Regions from separate parts of the Mus musculus genome. Here regions 1, 2 and 4 are each linked to region 3. A link is a contact called in public Hi-C, HiCAR-type and HiChIP or PLAC-seq data. All regions are on one chromosome and are shown on one strand. Each heading gives the region's core, a stretch centred on a gene start, on an enhancer-like site or on the middle of the called end of the contact. The rest is flanking DNA. Distances are from core to core; before and after follow the strand shown. Region 1 has its middle 30 kb from the start of Ybx3. Region 2 holds the start of Lrp6 (low density lipoprotein receptor-related protein 6). Region 3 holds the start of Smim10l1 (small integral membrane protein 10 like 1). Region 4 holds the start of 4933406J09Rik (RIKEN cDNA 4933406J09 gene).

The links. A called contact is a pair of places that touch in the nucleus more often than the background predicts. HiCAR-type assays count read pairs that join an accessible place to other places. HiChIP or PLAC-seq counts read pairs in DNA pulled down with a chosen protein or histone mark.
Region 1: a contact with region 3 is called in a HiCAR-type map of astrocytes, with 5 times the contacts expected there. The contact joins the enhancer-like site here to the promoter of Smim10l1 in region 3. A contact is called at or near these places in 7 of 39 promoter capture datasets (the 3T3-L1 cell line, 3T3-L1-derived adipocytes, cranial neural crest and 3 more) and 1 of 115 datasets of contacts at active chromatin or transcription factors (astrocytes).
Region 2: a contact with region 3 is called in a Hi-C map of B cells, with 5 read pairs. The contact joins the promoter of Lrp6 here to the promoter of Smim10l1 in region 3. A contact is called at or near these places in 8 of 39 promoter capture datasets (3T3-L1-derived adipocytes, the C10 cell line, the HPC-7 cell line and 4 more) and 1 of 484 Hi-C or Micro-C datasets (B cells).
Region 4: a contact with region 3 is called in an HNF4G HiChIP or PLAC-seq map of pancreatic cancer cells. The contact joins the promoter of 4933406J09Rik here to the promoter of Smim10l1 in region 3. A contact is called at or near these places in 2 of 39 promoter capture datasets (maxillary cranial neural crest and stem cell-derived epiblast-like cells), 1 of 115 datasets of contacts at active chromatin or transcription factors (pancreatic cancer cells) and 1 of 9 other capture datasets (embryonic stem cells).

The regions. Positions count from the first base shown.
Region 1 is chr6:131,415,683-131,421,372 of GRCm38.p6, forward strand. No RefSeq gene overlaps it. Among named protein-coding and RNA genes, the nearest start is that of Ybx3, 30 kb to the left of the region's middle. Within about 2 kb of position 3,194, at least 75 of the 459 cell types and tissues checked have an H3K27ac peak or open chromatin away from gene starts, as enhancers often do. A contact at or near this core is called in astrocytes, where this site is marked.
Region 2 is chr6:134,564,491-134,570,364 of GRCm38.p6, forward strand. It overlaps Lrp6 (low density lipoprotein receptor-related protein 6), which reads right to left and starts at 2,423. Exons shown (of 23, transcript NM_008514.4): 1 at 2,153-2,423. The coding sequence starts at 2,207.
Region 3 is chr6:133,102,221-133,107,541 of GRCm38.p6, forward strand. Smim10l1 (small integral membrane protein 10 like 1) reads left to right here and starts at 3,019. Exons shown (of 3, transcript NM_001271583.1): 1 at 3,019-3,385. The coding sequence starts at 3,194.
Region 4 is chr6:134,399,406-134,405,140 of GRCm38.p6, forward strand. 4933406J09Rik (RIKEN cDNA 4933406J09 gene) reads right to left here and starts at 4,010. Exons shown (of 9, transcript NR_153848.1): 1 at 3,460-4,010. All of the region lies in intron 2 of Bcl2l14 (BCL2-like 14 (apoptosis facilitator)), which reads left to right.

The sequences.
Region 1 (5,690 bases), core at 1,944-4,443, 1.7 Mb before region 3:
CGTTACAATCTGAGCACACATGTTTGCTTTGTCTTGTCTAAAAATATCTCACTTTATGGGCTTTCTGGAGTTTTCACTTAAAAAAGAAAAAAAAATCCAGCGATTGGATGTTTGTGGCAATGTACCTTGAGCAAGTCTGTGTTATCTTCCCAGCACACACTATGTTTTGGTAATCCTAGCATGTTTTTCAAACTTGTTCATTATTATTATATCTCTTTCTTTTCATTTTATTTTATGTGTATGGGTTTTGCCTCCATATGTCTGTGTTCCATTTTCATACATTGCCTGAGACTAGAAGAGGGCATCAGATACTCTGGGACTGGAGTCATATAAGTTGTGAGTCTTCATGTTGGTGCTTGGAATTGAACCTGGATCCTCTGGAAGAGCAGGCAGTGGTCTTGACCACTGAGTCATCCCTCCAGCCATTAGTAAGAGGCTTTAAAACAATCTTTTGTGATTCTCCTGTATATTTTTCTTCTGGCCCTAATACCAATCATATGTTCTTAAAAAAAAAAAAGGGATGCTAAAATGAGCAGGTGAGTTATAGGTACTATAAGTATGAATTCAAAGTTTTCTAATTTTTATGTAATTCTAAATACTGTTAGAAGCTGTCAAAATTTGTAGTCTACCTTATATTTCTGTAAGTTTTATAGTGTTACCATTGTAGAAAGCAGGGGTGTGCACAAATATGCTAAATTACTTAGAATTCCAAACCAATTATCTGGGAAATTTATTTATTCATTCATTCATTCATTTCTCCAGTAGCAGGGAAGTCACCCAGAGTGCCTCATATATTCAGCAAGTGCTCTACCATTGTGTTACATGTTTAGCTCAAATCTGTAACAATGTAGGTAATGAACTTATGTGTACATATTCATGTTTGTTTATATGTATGTGCATACACATGTGTATAAAGGTCCGAATTCTATGTCGCATGTCTCTATCAATTGCTCTTTTCAATTGATGAAATTCGTTTATAGATATTTTTCACTGAATCTGGAATTCACTGCTTTAGCTAGACTGGCTGCCCCACAAGCTCCAGGCACCTCCTATCTCTTCTGTACCAGTGCTAAGATTACAGGGGTTCACTGGCACACTTCGTGTGTGTGTGTGTGTGTGTGTGTGTGTGTGTGTGTGTGTTGGAAGTTAATCTCATGTCCTTAAATTTGCATACACAGCACTTTACCACTGACTGAGCCTTCTCTCCAATCCCCTAAACCATTTTTTAAAGTCCCCCCCCCCCTTTTATCTAGCCTAACATTTTCATAGGGTGTTTGTAGCTCAGAATCTCCTTCATTGATAATTACTACTCTCAACCATTTTTAATTATACTACAGCTGTAGAGATTGTGAATAAAGGAATCAAAGATATGAGTCTGTCTCTTTTAGTCCCTGGAGGTAAAGATGTGTGAGAGGGAAGAGAGTCAGTCCCCAGAAAGAAGCAATGTTTTGCACATGACAAGAAAGGCATGGAGAGGGGATTCCAGAGGAAAAAAATACAGGTTAGGAATCCCTTATTCTAAATGCTTGAGACTAGAACTATTTTAAGTTCTTAAATTTTTCTTAAGTAAACTTCTTATGTAAATTTACATGTATATAAAAAGAGGCCCAGTAGGGAAGAGATCCAAGTCTAAACATGAAATTCATTTCTGTTTCACACATACATTACACACATTGCCTGGAGGTAATTATACATTATATTTTTATTGCATCTATGTTTTGAGTGTGACTCATCCCATGAGGTCAGGCATGGAATATTCCACTCATGGTGTCAGGTTGATACTCACAAAAGCTTTGACTTTAGAACATTTCACATTTCAGGTGTTTTACTTTTTGGAGGGGGATCGGGTTTCACTCTGCAGTGCAGGCTGATCTTGAACTCATTGATATCCTTCTGTCTTAGTCTTTGGAGTTCTGGGACTAGAAGCAGGAGCTGTCACTTCTGGTTCTGGTTATGTGTAATATGGTTGGATCATGAGGGTCTGTGTTTTATTTTCATTTCTGTTGCTATGATAAGACATTTGATAAAAGGAAGCAGAGGAGAGAGAGGAGTTTGTTTTTGCTCACAGTTGCAGGTTATAGTCCATCAATGCAAGGAATTCACAGAGGTGCAAGTTTTGAAATAGCTAGGCACATCCACAGTCAAAAACGGAGAAAACAAATACATCCATACCTCCAGCTCAACTCCCTTTCTCTGCTTCTATTCAGTCCAGGAACCAACCCTACAGAGTGGTGTAACTAACTTTTAGACTTGGTCTTCCCACATCAATTAACATATCCATGACAATTCCCTAAGGATTGACCACACAGGCACACCTGTTCTAGATTATCCTTCACTTTCCCAACCAGCTGACTCTAGGCTGTGCCCAGGTAACAGTTAAAATAAGCCATTACAGCATGTATAAAAAATTATAATAACTTCAGGTGCTTTTCTGATATTTTATTTCAACCTTCTGTATCAAAGAAGCGTTTTTATCTTTGTATACTTTAAAACACCTCATACTTACTTTAAATGCCATTTTTTTCTCTTTTAACTCAGTTTGGATGAAATTCTGTTGTTTCTCTTTTAAGATAAGAGCCAGTATGGGGTGGCACCATTATTTCATGGTGCCAAGGGTTGAACCCAGAGACAAATACCTGTTAGGTAAGTGTTCTGTTGTGGAGCCACACTCCCAGCTCCTCATGGGTGGTTTAAGCTACAAGGGACAGATCTGAGTGACCCTGATATAAAACCCAAAGTGGGCATTGCTACAGCTGTCTAGTGTCATTTTGTAGTGACTAGAAGATGATTTATATTAGCCTGTTCTAAAAAGGAGTCAGCTTGATGGTGCTCCCTTGACGGTGCTCCCTTTCTCTTATCAAGAAAACAGTGAAAGCACCATTTCTTGTACTAGTGAGTATATAGAGGAAGGAAGGGCCCTTCGGGTTAGTTCTCTTCACAGGTGTCAGCTTGCTGTAGGATCCTGGGCATTCAGCTAAGGCTGGAATTCTACCTCCATTGTTTACTTTCAATAACTTGGTATTTTAGTAGCTTATCTTCCCCCTCCCAGTTGTCTCACTTTCTTTCGAATCAGTAAGGGATTGATTGGTAAAGCCTGCTTTGTGTGGCAAAGGACCTAGATCATAGCTGAACCTCCTCTGGGAGTCATTGGTCCCACTCTCAGGCTTTGTGTGTGGCCTTTGTTCTACTGGCCCCAGCAGCCTGGTGACTTCATAAAAACAGGGAAGGGAGAGCTGTAAACATTAGCTTCTGAAGAAGACAGTTTCTGAGAATCTAAACTTGCCATTTATTTTTACTCAGTGTTATTGCCACCCAGTGGATTTGTTGGGTAATGAAACTAAGGCTGAGAAATCAAAAGTGGAATGAAGCCAAGCAAAGTGCATTCCAGTCTTTATGAGTCCCCTCTTCCAGCACTGGGAGAGTGAACCCAAGTTGTTTTGCTGGGGCTTGAGTGAGATCATTACATAATACACTTTCATCCCTTCCTCTTCAGTTTCACATGTAAAAAGCAAGTTCTAGGTAATTTGAATTTTAAGCCTGGACAGCAGTGAATGTAGGAAGAGAACCTAAGATCTCCTGATGTCTAATCAAATATTCTTCCCTTTAACATGGTTGGATAACAAATACTATTAGGGCAAAGAATTGATTATTTTCTCAATACTATCTCATAAACAACTCTTTTATAATACAAAAGTGATAATTATAAGTAATTGATCACTTAGAAATCTGCCTTATAGCATCGTATCTAATGTGGTGCTGCCCTTTTGTTGTTGTTGTTGTTGTTGTTTTTTCCGAGACACGGTTTCTCTGTATAGCCCTGGTTGTCCTGGAACTCACTTTGTAGACCAGGCTGACCTCAAACTCAGAAATCTGCCTGCCTCTGCCTCCAGAGTGCTGGGATTAAAGGCATGCGCCACCACGCCCGGCAGGTTCTGCCCTTTTATGGTTGATTTCCTTGGAATTGTTCTTCACCTTTTAGAAGCATTTTCTGTTGCTCTCTTTTTATGGATGTGCTGCCCATGGTCACACTCTAAGGACCAGGCTCCATTTACTCAAGCCTCCTTGAGAACTTCCTGTTTCTGTCTACTTCCAAAGACACTCCTCAGCCTCAGAGAAGCTCTGTACATGCTATTACCTCTATGTTCCACTACGTCCTGTCTGCTTCTGAGCCTGTGGGTTGTAGTGGTTCATCTTCCTCTTTTGAGGTATTAGGGAGTTCTTTCAGCATTTTACTAGTTCTTTAGCCAGGTGATCAACTCAGAAAAGTGCCCCGTCTCATCGTCTCATCATCTCATCTTATGTTGAAGAGCACTTGAATTGTCAGCATGCATTCAGTCACTATGCATTTATTAACCCATTGTGGGTATCCCTTCCCTTCCTTTCCACTTTCAAGCACCTTTCTTTCTTTTATCAAGGTGGTTGAGATGCAGAGAGGAGGGCAGATTAATTTTAGAATATTTAAGTCTCATGGAAAAATTCTGTTCGGATTCATGACTTGATAGAACAACCTAGAGAGAATTGACAGTTTAGAATCATCTTCCCAGCCTTAAACTTGAGTTACTGCTCTTTGTCCTACCTCCATTAACTCTCAAAAATGTTCTGATTTTCTTTTAGAGATCTGACATTGATGTTTTGTAAAAAGCTTTTTTTTTAAACTTCCCTTTTCTACTGGTCATTGCTGTTCAAACTACAAGTATTTACATGCTAGTTATTTTAAACTTTAGTCAACTTTTACCTGTACAACTTATTCATTGATTTAAATACTGTCCCTTGGTTTTGCTTGGATTCTCAAAGACAGTCATAATGACTGACCTTTGCCCATTTAATAGTTATGCTTTCTGTGTACTTTCCCATTCTTTCTTTTCTATTTCTGGTTTTTAGTGAACTCATTCCCTCCTGTGTAGGCTTTGTTTTCCTTGACTTACCATGAGTGAGTGTGTGTGAGACCGTGAATGTGTGTCTGTGTGTGAGTGTGTATGCATGGCTATGTGTCTCTGTGTGTGTGAGTATGTGTGTATTTTGTGGAGGTTGATGTTTGTGTTTTTGTGGTGGGTGTGGAAGCAGGGCTAACCTGTTGGATCGTTTTGCATTCCTTCTCTAAGCAGTCATCTTAATGAGGGCCCTAGACTCCCCAGTCTTCCCTGTTTGCCCTAATTATAGGTTAGGAGAGTCTAAAGACTAACCTCAGCCTTTATCAGATGTTTTACCTGGTTGCTCTCTCAGAGGAGATATGCCCTCTCAAGGAAGTACTCCAAATCCCTACATTTTGAAGGGACAGAGGCAGTTCTAGTTTTCTGTTCTTTCTTCTTTTTTTAAAGTTTAAGTTTTTATTTATTCTTCTTTCATACATCACAACCGCAACTTCCCCTTCCTCCACTCTTTCCAGCCCTGCCCCCCCCCCCCCCAATGCTCCAATCCTAGACTCACTCCTTCCACTCCAGTCTCTCCCCATCCCCTGAAAAGAGCAGGGCTCCTAGTGATATCAACCGAACTGGCACAAGATACAGTAAGATCAGGCACACAACCCTTACATTAAGGCTAGACAAGTTAACCTAGTAGGAGGAAAAGGGTCTCAAAAGCAAGCAAGAGTGTCAGATACCCCAATGCCCATTGTTAGGAGCACCCTCTCCCCTGAAAGGAAAAACAAAACAAAAGAAACAAACAAAAACCAAACCAACAAGAAGCTAAAA
Region 2 (5,874 bases), core at 1,173-3,672, 1.5 Mb after region 3:
CAAATCAGCCAGACAGGTATTATTACCCATGTTTTATAGATAAGCTGAGACAGAGAGAACCAGAAGCAGAAATAATGAAGATCTAGCTTTAAACTCAAGTCTATGGTGCTAAAATCCTCAACTTTCAAGTTTTTCCCAATATTCTTTGTCACTTGGTAACTAGGACAGGGTGCAGCCTAGCGATGGCAGTATTAAATGACCTTCAACTGCTGGTGAGTAAACAAGGCTATAAGGTACAAAGTCCCAAAGTCACACATCATCACAAACCCAAAGTAAAAGTACCACCTCTTCTGGGAACTACAAGTAATTAAATCACACTTTGCTCCTGGGAAACCAAGGGTGACTGTCACTTATAACAGAGGCTAACAGTGCCAAGAAGTGAAGAAACTTTAAATTAGGAATCGTTTACACCAAAAAGACAGTTTCAGTTGGAATGATATATGCTCACAATTAAATAATGCTAAACAGAAAAACAAAGACCTCCTTAGCATTATTGTATTACATTTAAATAAGCTCCACTTCGGACAGTTACCTCTTCTTGATCTTGTTACACACAATATCATGCTTCACCATCTCTAAACCAAACTCATGCATGAATCTACTCAACTCTAGGCTCAAACCTGTTATCAAAATAAACAAACAGTCCTATGTCCCCTCTAAGAATGGCAGCTGGACTTTCAGGCGCTAAAGCCATCAGAAGTCACAGATTTAGACTTTCCCAACTCTAAATCAATCCACTAGTTCTACATTTTAACTCTTATGAACTTGTCAATCATATTCACATGTTAATAACAACTTTCTCACAGCTACAGCAAAATCTTTCAATGTAGAGTTTACTATAACAAAATAAACACTTGATTATTAAATCTCTTGAGTAATAACATTGAGTTCTCTGCCATGGAAATTAAAACAGCAATTATCTTTCTGGTATTTGCAAAAAGGACTAGACAATTCGGGATACGCTTATTTTTAGAAAATGGTGGGGGGGTTTTAAGGCAAATAGTCTTATTCAAATACACACATGCATAGATGATAGGCTGTCCCATTTACATCATAAGATTGTTAGTTACTATCCTACTTTGCAAACTTCCATACTTCTGACGGACTTAAACGTTGAGCTTGTTAAATTAATAACTAAGAATCCCAGAGAGGTCCCATTAACTGGCACAGGTAAGTTAACAAAAGCGAACAACAAGATACGGCGTCAAACAGCACCTCAATTCTTGCACAGGCAACACTCTCCATGGCACCAGCCCCCATCGCTCATCAACTGAAGACCAGTCGACAAGGTTTCCATTGCAAACTGTCACACAACAAAAAGTCAGGACGTACGTCTCAGCCTCACAGTCCAAATTCAAAACACCACAGAGCCACTACGTTTAAGCGATTCCCATAGCAAATTACCCAGGGCATTCTCTGTTATTTACTAAAGTGCCAAGCAGTTCCCAGGGGTGCCCAGCAAATGATAATTTAGTTCCCAGGATAGGCTCCTCGCCACACAAGGATGACTTCCCTACTTGGTGCCAACTGTACACTTGCACACTCCGCAAACAGGGGGCGAGTCCTGAATACCAGGGGTTACGAGGGCAACGTTTGTGTTTTTATTATGGGCTCAGATGATCCCGAATGCTGAAAAGCGCGACCTATCACCCTAGAGTCAATTTCCAACTGTGCTCTCACCCAGGACCATTCTATCCCCGCGGAAGACAATTATTAGTTGTAACAAGGCCTAGAGAGGGGAGAAGGAAAAAAAAAATAGTGGGGTTTAAAGAAGAAGAAAAAAGTTCACCTAAGAGACACGGGAAAGGTGAGCTCAGGCTTCGAGGGAGAGGGAGGTCAACACCAATGGTGCTGAAAGCGCAACTACAAAAGCCCCTTTCTGCCCCGAGTGCAGGCGAGCCGGGCACCGTCAGTCATTCCGATGGAGTGCGGGGGGCCAGGGGTCCCCCCGAGGCCCGCAGCTTTGTCCGGCGGCGCCGCGGGGCCGGCCAGGGGTGTGCGCGGCGGCCGGGCGCGGCCCCCGACCGCGGGCCCCTTCCTCGCGCGGCTCCCCAGCGCCAGGCCTCTGTCCCCGCCGCTGTCCCCGCCACCTCCCCTCCCCCTCCCGGGACCCCGGCAACTTTTCCCCCGGCCTCGCCTCGCTTCGCCTCACCTCTCAGCAGCACGCAGAAGCTGCAGGCCAGGAGGCTCCTCAGCACGGCCCCCATCTTCCCCCCACCACCGCGCGCGCTCGCGGCCCTCACCGGCGCCCGGCGGCCAGGGGACGCGCGGGCGAGGAGCCGGGGCGGCCGCCGCAGCGGCGGGTCTGCACGCTCATGCTTTCCGCGGCCGCGAGAAGAAAGAAAAGGGCGCACGTCAGGGCTCTAGCGCGCCGCTCCGGCCCGGGCTCGCGCGACGCCAGCGCCTGCCCCCATGCCGCCGCCTCCTCCCGCGGCGCCCCACGTCCCCCGCGCGGCGCCTCATTCAGCCTCTTCCTCTCGCAGCGGCGCAGGGATCCGCCGCGGGGCCGCCGCCGTCTCCCTGCGCGCCCGACTCCCCCCACCCCCGTCCTCAGCGCGCCGCGGCCGGACCCCGGGAGCCGCGACCGCCGCGCGCGCCGACTCCCCGGAGAGCCCCCGCGGGTTGAGCCTCGCGAGCCCCCGCACGCTGCGGGGATAAGGTCTTCCCGAGGCGCATTCCGATGGGATTCTTTCCCCGGGCGGCGGAGGGCGTGAGGCGACGTCGGCCGACACTGGGGCCGGCGTGGTCGGGACTACTTTCTGCGTCCCGGCCCGTCGCCGCCCGCGCCGCTCTTTGTGCGCCCGGCCGCCGAGCCAGGTGGAGCTGCGGACCCCGGGGCTGCCCCGGGACGTAGGAAAATCAAAGTGCCATTGCGGCTTACGCTTTCCCGAAGCGGCGGGCCAGGGGAACGGTGTGCAGAAGCCAACGCGGAGCACATCGCTAGTGGACTGGGTTGAGAATCCTCATCATAGGAAGTAAAATAAACCAGACTCGGACTTTAAAAAAAAAAAAAAGTATGTTTTTCTCCTAGTGTGGAGCCTGCTTTACATATACACATAAAGTCACACACATGGGGAAAAGACAAAGATTGTGGGATTGTATACACATAAGTAAACCTTACTCAGACAAGTTTCCCTCATATGTGGATCTAGGGGTGTGTGTGTGTGTGTGTGTGTGTGTGTGTAGAAATGCCTTTATATATGAGTTAACACATAGATGATAAGAAAATAAAAGTATGACTATCTGGGAAAAAGAGTGAAGCTAATGTTGGGGGAAGAGGCACACACATGTTAAAAGAAAATTATGTGCTTGAATCTTATCCATCATTACATACAATAAATATAAACTAAGAAAAAAATTAAAGAAAAAAAACAATAGTTTTTTGTTTGTTTGTTTATTGCCTTCCAAGAAATACAGACCTTTTTTTGTGAACTAAGCTGACAAGGACTAAAGCTTTCTAAACTGAGAGAGAAAATCCTTAGTAGCTAACAGCAAAGAGAAAATAAAACATGTCTTTTCAGGGGGAGGGGTTACAGGTCTGAGAGAAAAAAAGGAGCCCCCAAAACAACCTCTACCACTACATGTGCAGTGGGCATTTCCAAGTAATAGCCCAAATGCCCTCTGCAGTCAACTGGCCAGCTTCAGCCTAGGCCAGCCAGCTCCAAACGTTAACCATCAGCTGTGTCCTGTCCAGCCATCACACACCCTTTCTGCAGGCGAATGGGCAAAGGGCTCACCTAGGGCTTGCAAGCAATTTATCAGATGGGCCACTCAGAACTAACCTGAGATGAGACTGGCTTTGCTGTGATTCTCTTGGCACACATGAAGAATTTGAGACACTCGGTGACTTATCCAAGGCCACTCAAGTCCTGAGTAACAGAACCTGAAGCAACCAACTTGGAGGATTGTACAGGAGTGTTAGGAAATGTTTTCAGGTAGGCTGGTGAGGGAGCGCGGTGGGTAAAGGCACTTACCTCTAAGCCTGACAGCCTAAGTTCAATCCCTAGGGCCCACAATGTGGAAGGAGAGACCTTACTCCTTCCAGCTGTCTCTGACCTCCATTTATATGATATATGCCGTGGGACTCACCCTCTCCAGGACACACACACTTTTTTGTAAACAACAACAAAATTTGCATGCTTAAAAGTAGTGAAGATGGAGAACAGAAGGGGATCTGGCATGGTGGCAGGCTTTCATGTGCAAGACCCTAGATCGCTCTTGTACTGTGGGAAGAAACTGAAAATTTCAATTTTGCTGATGTAACTTGTGTGCATATGTGTGCACAGACCTATTGTATACTTGAGCAAAGACCAGAACTGATAATGCAAAAGTAGGTATCAGGATAGAGGTGCACTTTTCTTCCCTGTCCTTTAATAGACTGTGTTTTTATTTCCTAAAGATACTGGAGTGAACCTCTGTAATAGAAGCCTAGCAACAATGCTATTCTCATTGTAGAACAGATTTGTCACTCAGCCATTTAATTGCACATTAGACACGGTCCCTGGGCTAAGTGTTGGTGATTTAACAATGAGAATAACCATAGCCCTCACACTCAAGCTAACACCCTGATTTGGAAACACACATGAGTTAAAAATGTTATACTTGCTAGATGGAGACACTCTTGAGTTTGCCTAGATAGTTCAAAGAATGAGAAAATACCTGGAGAACCCTGGCTTGAAATGTCCCTCGAGAGTCTGCTTAGCTGACCAGGCCAATGAAGCATCCCAGGCAGAAAAAGGATGGGTGAGAAGGCACGGGGCTAACTAGAGCACTTGGCATGCTGGGGATTTGAAAGTAGCTCCACCTTGCTAAACCATGGGGCTTTTGGAGAATGTCAAGAAACGAGGGTGGACCATTACATAGGAATTGTGTTTATTACTAGAGAAGGTATTTATTTGTTTATTCATTCATTCATTCCTTTGCGGGTGTTGAGGCAGAGTTTCGTGTAACCCAGGATGATGTTCAACTCTCTGTATAGTCAAGGATGACCGTGAGTTTCTGATCCTCCTGCCTCCACCTTCCAAATGTTTGGATGACGAGACAGTGTCACTACTCCCAGCTTAATAAAAAAAAAAAATGGTGTAAGCCAAGCTAAGTTTAGAGGGTATTCAGAAATTTTGCATATGATAGCGAACTCTGAAAAAGGGTCAGTCCACAACAGGCCTGAGGGGTGAAGAGGTGGAATTTAAAGGAAACAAGACATCAAAACAGTAGGACTTGTAAAGAGAGAGGTGCTGAGGGGGACTTCAGGTCTCTAAGTGAAACAGGAGTCTCTTATACCAAGAAAAGACAAGCCCAGGAAACCATTTCAAGCAGGTGTGTAACACAGGCTAGTAGTGTTAGCACTTGTGAGGTAAAGGCCGGAAGCTCAGGAGCTGAAGGCCAGCCTCACCTACAATGAACAAAGGAAAAGCATTTCAAAAGCCAGGTATAGTGAGCAGCCTGTCATCTCAACACTGTGTGGGAGGCTGAGGTGGGAAGAGCCTGAGCTTAGTTCAGTTTGGGCTGCATAATAAAGATTTACATCCTAACACACAAAAGCCATTGAGAAGGAAAGCGGTCATAAGTTACGCCATACTATAGGGCTTCTGGGTTTTTTTAAGATTTGCTATTAATTTTCTGTATGTATCTGTGTCTGTGTGTGTCTGTGTGTCTGTGTATGTCTGTGTCTGTGTTTGTCTGTGTGTACCTGTGTCTGTGTGTGTTTGTGTGTCTGTGTATGTCTGTGTCTGTGTTTGTCTGTGTGTACCTGTGTCTGTCTGTGTCTGTGTCTGTGTCTGAGTCTGTGTCTCTGTCTGTCTGTGTCTGAATCTGTGTGTGTCTGTGTGTGTCTGTGTGTGTCTGTGTCTGTGTCTGTGTCTGTCTGTGTCTGTC
Region 3 (5,321 bases), core at 1,769-4,268:
TTATCCTCTCAGGATAGTAAAACCGAGACATTAAATATGGTATTCATGTTTTCCTCCAGGCAATGAAAGATTCAACACTTATTTTTTTAAAAATACCCCTTTGACCTTGCTGTAGTTAGGACATTAAATGAATCCCCAAATGGCTTGCAATGAATGTTTGGTATTGGATGTAGCAATAGTGAGGCTTTGAGGTGATAGGAGTAAGCAACACACTGATACTCTGTTTCTTTTTATTTATTTATTTTTAAAAACTAAAACCAAACCCTGCTCTCTTAGAACCTTTTTACAAGTAGATTTAGAAATTTATTTGCTTTTATTTCTTTCTACACAATAGTTTTGCTAGCTAACCAAGGATTTCTCTCATGCCAAGTACCATGCAATTTTCCATTGCATCATTAGTGAAGCATGACTCAAATTGCTCATCCCCAGAATGAATAAGTGACCAAAAGGGCAGAAGGATGTTACTCTTTCCAAAAATATAACAGGGTGCTAGACATTTACTATGAAGCAAATGTTATTTACAAAAAAATTGATTTTATAGTATAGTCCCATAAATTGCCTAGTGCTGTTACAGCATCTAATTACTTGCATCCACTTGAAAACGTTTTCCTTTCAAAGGATTTGACTAAACAGCTGCAGAAATTTCCACTAAATATCAAACTGTTTCTGTATATAACATAGTCATGCTATATACAAATGATTAGTATAGAGGTATTCAGACACCTCATATTTTTTTTTCCTGGTCTATGGTCTTCAATCACTAGAACCCAACCCTTTCAATCTGAATGGATTTCTTTCCTAGTGGATTTAATTAGTAAATTCTTAAATAAATAATTAGGAATATGGTTCTACACAGAACCATTGTGGCTCACCTTAAACATTCTCAAATGATTATCCAGCTAAACAAACCATTTTAAAGCAAGCTTTAGGAAGAATCAAAGTTAAGGAAACAAAAGATTGGGTAAAATCAAGAGAATTACCATCTAGAGAAATTATTTTCATCATCTGCTACATTTGATCAGTTGTTGACATGCACCTACCTGGCAGCAGGTGTGAAATAGGCTATCAAGGATCAAGTTCAAGGGATAGAAGGCAAACCACAGCCCTCTTAAGTGTCTGATTCCAATCTCTCTTGAGAAAAAAGTGGGATTGGGAGCTTTTTAAAGACTCTTCTTTATCATTTTCTACAGGAGTAAATCTTCACTATGGCCACTTAACTAGTTAGTGCATGGCTGCTATATTCCCCACTCCCTGAAAGTAAAAGGCAGTTCTTTTCATGGAATTAACAAGGGCAAGAACCAGTGGAAGCTAGGGATGGGTCAGGTGGTGTAAGCATGTGAGTTGACTGATTCTGTGCTATTTTAAGTGGGAGATCCAGGCTCTTACTAACTTACGTCAATGTTGACCAGCTCCATGGATTCCGATTTCATAATAAATTATTCCTGTGCAGAAAAACTATGTACATTGTGTTTCTGAGTTGGTCACTCATCCTAAAATACTCTTTTTTTCTCTATTCTTTGGTTAGGGGAATCGTTTCTCTACTGGTTTAGCATTGATACAATAGCAGAAAAGAAGCATAAATGGGCACTCTTCTTCAAGTTTTCCAACTTCCACAATGTCTTGTTATTTGCACCAGCCCTATATGTAGTTTGCTGAGAAACAGAAATGCTCTATGTATAAACAGATGACTTGACTACTCCATGGCATGGGAAGATTTTATTGAGGATTTAAGTGAATAGCCAGTGGCAACTGGAAGTGTTTAGAGCAAAGAGAAAAAGTAGAATAAACATGGCCAGCAGACTGGATTATGGCCAGGGCTATCTGTGAGAGAGGGGAGAATAACTGGATAGAGAATAGAGAAAGCGAGGTGAGACTAACATTGGTTACAGAAGAGTAGCTAGACTGAGGGAAGTGCCAGCAGATGGGCATCATGGCTTGGGAATACATAACTGAGTGGGGACTGAAGAAGCCTGGAGGCAAGGGATCTTGATATGACTAGACAGGGGCCAAAGGTATATGTTAACAAGAGAACCACAGTCCCTTTTGCCAGAGGTAAGGGAAATAGATGCTCCTTTAGGCAGATAGGAACACAGTACACAAGTTCTTAAAGGAATGCTGCCTTTTATCTAACCAGAAATCCTCCTGCAGTGCAAAGTGGAGTTCACTTTCGGATAGACTGTCCTTTGAAGTTTGGGAAATTGAAGTGTCCTTTCAAGCTGACACTCTCAGAGCATGGGGATTCTTCAACTATATAACACATACACGCAAGTCAGTGTCAGATATGAGAAAATCTAACAATGACATTTAAAAGTATACTGTATTCTGAAAGTCCTGCTCAGAAACTAACATACATGCATAATATGTAAATGAGGCTAAACTGGGGCATTACTGAAACAAACAAAAACAATGGAAGTGCATTACATAAATGCCAGAAATAAAATGTGAATAATGGAGACTGGTATTTCTATAGGGTACCAAAAAACATGAACATAAAAATTAGTATCTTGGTCCTTAAGAGTCTACCTTAGGTTTCTCACTAATCCAATTGCATGCAAAAAGCTGGAATCTATACCTAATCTTAACTTTCAATGGGTTTATATTAAGTAGAAACACATCTCTTTGCCTCTCTCTCCATATATATGTTCATACACATGCCCTCCACAAAAGTGGGTAATTTTTTTTTTTTTTTTTGATTTGTCACTTGCAATATAAATAGTCCTAATACACAGGTAAACGCATAACCTAATACGGTGACGTTTTCAGTTATGGTGTGTTACAAATGCAGACTCTATGCCCGTATACACTTACATAAGGTGATAGATCACTTTGTCCTACTGTCTCAGTGAATGTTACATGAATATTGAGCAGACACAGTTATTTTCCTCGACCTTTGATCCTTGCAAAATGTGTACTAAATGTTGGCTAAATTACATCAGCTCACGGAGCTCTGCCCTTTAAAGGGACAGCGGCACGGAGATCCCCTGTCCCTAGCAGTTACATAACTGCCAGCAGCCAACCTTCCTCGGGAAGCTGACAGGAAGAGGCGGAGCCCACGCCGCCCCGCGCCACCCGGAGGGAGCGGCGGCCGCTGGCAGTGGGGGCGAAAGCGGCGGCCGCTTCGTCCCGGCCACGGCTCATCTGGCTCGGGAACTGCACGGAGCTTCGGAGACCCTCGGCCTGGTGGGACAACGCCATGGGTCCCGCCGACGCCCCGTCCGCCCTAGCGCTCAGGGCAGTGGGCCCTGCGGCCGCCACCCCGTATGGTGTCTTCTGCAAGGGGCTGTCCCGCACCCTGCTCGCCTTCTTCGAGCTGGCCTGGCAGCTGCGCATGAACTTCCCGTACTTCTACATCGCGGGCTCCGTGATCCTCAACATCCGCCTGCAGGTACACATTTAGAGCCTTGTCTGCGTTGCCCCGCCACCCGGGACCGCAAGATGGCCGCTTCCCAGGTCGCCCCGCGGCACCTTCAAGAAGCGCGAGAAGAACGTGCAATCTTGCGAGAGCTGGCTTGCGCACAGGCAGTCGGCTCCCAACCTCTCCTATCAGGGATTTGGAGGTGGGAAAGCTAGCTGGGTTAAGCAAGGATGTTGTTCCAGCATCAGAGGAGCTATCCAAGGAAGTATCCAAGGAACCACTCATCTGTAAATTCCTGGCAAGTCTTAGGATATGACAAAGGGCACAAGATGCATTATGAGAAAGGAAGGCTGAGATTTTCAAGAACACAGATTTACACCAAACTTACGTTCTGAATTAATCTTTGAGAATACTGGACTGTAAGCTAGACATTGAATAAGAAGCCTGTTATGTCAAGAATGTGACTTAAAAAGCATTGCATCTCTCTTCCTCCCACAAGAGGATATATTGAATCTGGGTCAAAGTCAGACTACAGGAAAATATACTCCCCAAATATGCCAGCAAGATTTTGAAAAAAAATAGTGGGACTATGTGAAGATGTTCCTTTCAAAGAGACGTTGGTTCCAAAGGAAAGAAAGTCCAATTGCCTCACAGGAATTGACTATTCCCTGGTAGTAATGCAAATAGACCAGATGTGGCTTTCTACTTTAAAGAGAATGAGAATGCTTAATTTTAGTTACAGAGTAAAATGCAGATGTTACAAACTTTTTTTTTTTTTTTTTTTGAGGAAATACATTTGACAAGTGGAGGGACAAGAAACTAAATGGAATGGTGATGCCCTTTGTGGAGTGAGAGCGTAAAACGTGTAATTTGTGAACAGAAAGGAGATTTCGTTGATTATGGACAGCCATGTTTCTAACTGCTAAATGGAGGTGGAAACCACATGACCTAAATAGTAAATGTCCAAAGATGGAATTTTCTCAGTGACTGAAAAGGAGCTAATATCTGGTGTGTGTGTGAATGTATGCTGGAGTTTTTATCCAAGCCTGGAGTGAATTAGTAATTGTATTTTGTTTTGAAATTAAAACAAGTAATTAGAAACCCCAAGAAAAATAAAATAATAAAAAATTATTCTGTCATACCTCATGTGAATAGTACTGTACCTGTAATATAAGTTCTTACTTAACAAGAAATAGTTATGTAACATTGGAAGGCTGGAAGTTGAAAAAGATATATGTATAAAGATGCAAAGTACATCAAGATCTATTCCTGAGGACAGGAAATTTGGTTAAGTTGTAGATTTATCATATAGACTTATCTTGTGGACCTATCATTCATGAGACTCTTAAGTTTGATACCCAGCACTACAAAAATAATAATAATAAAATAAACAAAGGTCCAATATATAAAAAGCAACATAATCTATGATTAGGAAACTTAATGCAGAAACATCTAAAAGCTAAAAGTGGTTATTTCTAGAGAAAATAAATGGGGATAGGTACAGGAAAAGCGAGGCTTCGTTTGTTTTTGTTACTAATCTAACGTGATTTCTTCTAAATCATATATATGATTTTCTTCCATTAAAATCTAATTAAAATATTTTGTTTTTAAAAGCTCCCCAGGTAATTATGTCTACCACCAATCAAATGACCAAAAGTCTTGTTGGATTAAAATCTAAATCAAACACTCAGCTGTTATTGCTTGATAATATTAATATATATTAATATGGAAGTATTCTGCCTATTGTAGCTTAGAAATGATTTTCATCTCTACTTGTGATTTTTCTTACGTATAAATGTAATTGTATCCTTTCTAAACTCATGTAGATGAATATATATTGTTACAGGCTTGGCATGGAATTGTCTCTGTTATTTGTTCCTGTGAGCACATATTAAGACAGTGCATGCTGTTTTAAAATTCCCTTTGCTGGCTTTCTTTGAAAATTGCTAGTTTCCAAGCTCTTCTC
Region 4 (5,735 bases), core at 2,760-5,259, 1.3 Mb after region 3:
GCTAATTAACATGTTAATCTTACAGTTTATTTTGTATAGTAAAAATTCTCAAAATCTACACTGTCATCTGTTTTGAAATGTACAATGAATTATTTATTGCAGTGAGTCACCAATCTGTAGAGTCATCACTTTCATAATGAACAGTTGTGCCTTTAACCAAGTGTCCCTTCCCCCAGCTACTGTCTAACCACCAGTCAACTCCAAGCCTATGGGAAGGAGGTTGGGTATCATTTCTTTCCCCATGCTAGCTCAGTTCACTTAACACAGTGTACACCAGACTCATCCATGCCATCACAGTTTGCGTTATTGCACCCCTGTTTTGAGACTGCGTGCTGGATGTTTATCGCAATTTCTCTGTTCATTAACGTGATTTGTACTTCCTGGCTACTGTGGAATGTATGGAAATGAGCATGAGTGCACTATGTCTTGTGTGAAGCTGGCCGTAGCAAGGGCTGTTTGGGCAGAGCTAGTGAATCACGGAGCCACACTCTCCCTGTGACTCTGATGCAGCATGTATCACCATTCCAGTAAGTCTCTCTGTGCCCCTGACGATTGATCTCCTAAAGCTGGTGATGGTAGTACCACGTGATGCTCGAGATGGTGGTAGCACAGTCCCTCATCAGCACCATCACCTTCTGCAATTACAGCAGCTGCTACTATGAGCCGTACTCTTCTGGGAGCACCTCACCTATGCATATGTCCATCTATTGGATCCTTGTATCAGCCTTATCAGATAGATATAGTTTTTAGTGTTCTGTTTTATAGATTTAAACCAGGGCATCAAAAGAGGTTAAAGATGGAAGCAAAGACAGAAGAGATTTGCTGAACAAAAAATACAGATAAATTAAAAGCTAAGCAAGTAATTCCATCAAGAGAAAGGAGGACTGGTATGTGTGTGGTGTGATGTGTGTGTGTGTGTGTGTGTGTGTGTGTGTGTGTGTGTGTGTGTGTGTGTGTGTGTGTATGCGCTAGCGCACGCGTGTGTATGAAAGGGGGCAACTGTGAAATGAGGAGAAGTAACATTTTAGATAGTTTTCTGTTAGCTCTCTTAACTACCCAAGTTGTTATGGGTGAATTTAAGTTGGTGCTGAGAATCTAGTCATGCGTTAAGTTACAAATGATTGGTTGCTAGTGGGCAATCTCTAGTTACAAGAGGGCTATCACAGGGAGTCATCCACAGTCATAAACCTTCCCAGAAAGACAGGAGAAATCCCAAGGCTAGAACTGACAGCATTCTTGCAAACAGTTTCCAAACAGCATTCTTTGTCTGGAAGGTAAAGACGAAGAAATGTGTGTCCTCAGTGTAAACTTCCCTGTCCACCAAAGGCAATCGCACAGGCTCTGAGACATTCTGCACTCTCTTGGCCTAACTGCAAGCATCACACTCTTAGCGGCACAGGGAAGTTAACCGACTTGTCCAGGCTCCTAGAGAGTCTAAAGAGAGAGCTGAAGTTGATTTCAGGCAGTCTGGCTACTTGCTTTATTTCTTCAGTGGAAAGGCACAAGAGTCAGTCTGGGAAGCAGGCATTTTGACCCGTGCCTGGAATGCCAGAGGCTGAGGCAACAAGACTGCAGTGAGTTCTAGATCAGTCTGAGCCTCCCCAGCAAGTACCAGGATGTTCAGAACTACACAGAAAGGCCTAGTCTGAAGAATAAGAGTCAACCCAGAGCTGTAACTTGCTGGATTGAACATAATGCTACAAAGTTGTAAGAACAGGGCTGAGCACAGCTTTGCTGGTGTGGTTTTTCCCTCCAAGGGCACTGCATGCCAGGATGTCTTTTGCACTCCTATTAACTCAGCCTAAGACTATATCACTTGCTTTAATTTTTAAATTATATTTATTTACTGGGGGGAAGGGGCTCGCATCACAGCAGCACCTGTGTGAAGATCAAAGGACAACTTCAAGTTGGTCCTCTCCTTCTACCCTGTGAATCTCAGGGACCAAGCTCAGGTCATCAGGTTTGGCTACAATTGCCTTAAACCACGGAGCCATCTCGTTGGCCCACCATCACATTTTGGGAAGCTATCTCACACTTTTTCAAATGAAGCAGACACTCATCCATAAGGCATTTTGACATGAGTTCTTCTTAAGTGAGGTTTCTCTTATTCTTTTTGCGTACAACTGATTAGTTAATCCTAAGTATTCCAAATCTTAGCACATGCTTGTCCCTACAATAATTTGGGGACCCCACATATTACCTACTTTATTCTTCCCAGAGTAATGATCATATGTCAACAACAGCTGGCAGTTTCTGAAACACCAGCTTTGTACCCCGACACCTGACAAGTGCTTCCCACGAAAACCTTGGTCATTTGGTCTTTACACAAAGTCAGATCTTTCTGTCTTCTCTTAATAAACTAGGAAACAGAGGCTAGTGTGGTTAAGGGAACTGTTCGTAAGCTATTTAGAGAGTTAGAAGTATGGCTCAGTGGCAACCATGAGTCTGTACAGACTTCAGTTTGGATGCCCAGAAAAACCTCGGCATGGTGGCCCACATCTGTAACCCAGCGCGGGGGACAGAAGCATGCAGAACTCAGGGGCTTGCTGGATGGCTAACTGAGGCAGCAAGCCCCAGGTTCAATGAGAGACTACAATAAAGTGGAAAAACAATGAGGAAGAGAGAGGAAAGAGAAAGGGGGAGCGAGGGAGGGAAGAAGGGAGGGGGAAGAAGATGGAGAAAGGGAGAGCATCCAGTTGGGAAATGACAGACCCAAGGCTCACATCTAGAACTCTCACCTGACTCTGTGGTCCATATCCCTCCCCAAACTCCTCTTCCCATCATCTGTGAATTCATCACTACCCAAGTCAATCATAAAAAAAATGTCAAACAGATTCGAGGACAGTGCTCAAAGGTGAATTTCAAACCTCCCACTGTATATTTGCTGGTTATTCACAGTCAGGGGTGAGGCATTTTTCACAGAATGTTGGACTTGTTGCCCACACTCAGACACCCAAGCCAGTGCAAGCCAATGGTTCTTATTCCACACCTGCACACATCACACTCTGGGTAGCAATGAGAAGCCACCCGAGGAGTTTTACATCTATACCTGTTTTGTCATTGTCCAACTCATCCCCGTGCACATCCTGAGACCTTTGACCCCTAGTTATAGAACATGCATTGCAAATGTTCTTCCCTAACTCTGGGATTTTGTTCTCTGGGTGGTGTAAGAGTTGAACTCAGTGTCTCAGATACACTAGGCAGGCACTCTGCCGCTGAGCTAGCCCCAGCCCTCCTCACAGAACACACGAAACTCACTCATCCTCCATATAACTATCCTCTAATAACTCAGTTGTTTAGTGTGAGGCTTCTGAACTGCCAACTCCCCAACACTGTGAAGGTCAGCCCGCTCCTCCAACACCTCTCGACAGTAACCCATTCTTGGTTTATTTTCTATGGCTGCGATAAAGCCGGCATGACCAAGAGCAGCCTAGAGAAGAAAGGGTTAATTTGACTTACCATGACCTGATCGCTGAGGAAAGCCAAGGAAGGGATCTGGAGGCAGAAACTGAAGCGGAGACCTGAGAAACTGCCTTGTTCCCCACACCTTGCTCAGCTGGCTCTTTTCTGTAACAGAGGATCGCCTCTCCAGCTTGTCATGCGGCTTGTTCACATCTTCACAGATCAGGAAACAGAAAGCTCCTGTAGGAAATAGAGGCCCAAGGCCCGACCTGAATCCTTCTAAGGATTTCTTAACCTTCGAAAAACAGCGCCACCTACTGGGCACGAATGTTCAAGCACATGAGCCACGGAGGACACCAAACTTCACCTCCTTCGCATCCCTCATCCAGTCAGAGGCACAATGAGTAACAGAAATGACTCCAATGCATCCAAATGTGCCTCAGGCAACCAAGCCTATAGTCCAAGGTGAAGATTCGGTGGGGCTGAAAGCCAAAGAACTTAAATGATTTAACTAAGGGTTAAATTAATTTAAAGTAAAATCATATGTTGTAAAGAACTGGTGTCAGATTGGTCCCTTCAACATTCCACCGTGGATAGGGGAGGCTCCTGAGGCGTCCACCCACCCCACCCCACCCTGCCAAGGAGCTAGTGGCAGTTAACAGTTGCTGGGGTGAGGGTGCCATTTCTTCAGTGGTGTAGCCACTGGTAAGTTGCCCCTGCTTTAATTAAATGACCCACCCCATAGCCATGATCACACAAGCAGCCCTCGTGGGGCTAAAAAAGGCATGGGAAGAAGAAAGTCAATACAAGCGTGAGGGAGAACGGTAATAGGGTAAGACTATGACCACAATATGTTGTACACTCGTGTGAAAGTGTAAAAATAAATGTATTTGGCTTGACTGACACATTAAAAAGAGCTTATTTCAAATGCCTTCTGTAACACCGAACCGAAACCAATACAATATTCTCTCCGGTTTGAAGGAGACCTTCTAACACTAAGCATTTATAGTCAGATAAGGACTGCTGAGATGATGTACAAACAGGACAAACTGGAAAAGCTGCTCTCTGCAGGACAACAAAGGAACGCATTCTGCAGGAACCGGTTCTCGTTTTCATGGGAGGTATTGTGTTTACATTACCCTCATTTTCTACACATTAACTTGCATCTCCATAGACTTGCAATGTGGACGAATCTAGAGCACGCAAGGGTCAGGCCTCTAGGAACCAGACGGTTTCCAAACTCCCAACCACCCACTGAGGAGATATCACCAGGCTTTTACCTGTTTCAGACAGTGTAGTATTTTTCTGCTCCAGAGTCAAGTGGCAATGATCCTGGTTCTAGATAAGAAGACAAAGAGTTAATCAAAGACATCTAAATAGTGACAGGAAAGATAGTCAGGGTCTGGGCTCTATAGACAGACAGCCTGGGCTCTCTTCAACCTCAGCTTAGCCGCATATGTCACCTTAAGCAATTCGGTGCCTCGGTTTTCTTATCTGTAAGTTGGGCATAACTATAAACACTCTCTACACAGCTGAGTTTTAAGAAGAAGGAGAAGAAGAAGAAGAAGAAGAAGAAGAAGAAGGAGGAGGAGGAGGAGGAGGAGGAGGAGGAGGAGGAGGAGGAGGAGGAGAAGAAGAAGAAGAAGAAGAAGAAGAAGAAGAAGAAGAAGAAGAAGAAGAAGAAGAAGAAGAAGAAGAAGTGACTCCAAAAAATCCCAGCTATTGTAATGACACCTCTCTGCAGCCCGAGACTATGAAAACATGCTTCTGTTTATTTTTAAAGTTGATGACCGACTAGGTCGAGAAGTCTCTCTTGATGACCATAAATTCGACAAGATGGATGTTCGCTTTCTCCAAGTTTCTCATTGCCTCTCCTAGAGTAGACACAGACTCATTGTCAGTCAGGTGTAGACCAACATTTGCCCTCATGGCTTCCGGTAGAGGAAGAGGTGATATTAGCGTCAAGTCTGAGATGTTCTTAATTGTGGAGTCCTCAAAGGAAGTTGGGGATAGCTAAATCCACCACAATTCTATCCCGCCTCTGTGCCTGGACGACCCTGATGGAAGTTCAATGCTTCTGGCTCTGGCCTTGCCTCTTACTGCACCAGCAACACCATCACTGCTCAGCCTCAAACACAATTTTGGATTTACTGACAAGTATGGGGGTGGGGAGGCATCCCTCCCACATTCTCTTTCTGGGTTCTTCCATACTAAAAGATATAACTAACCAAAGAAAAATTAGTTTCGAGAAACATGCACTACACAGATTCCAGGAGAATTGAGTAGTGAAAAACCCTGTGTCTGAGCCAGATTTGGGGATGCGCATCAGGAAA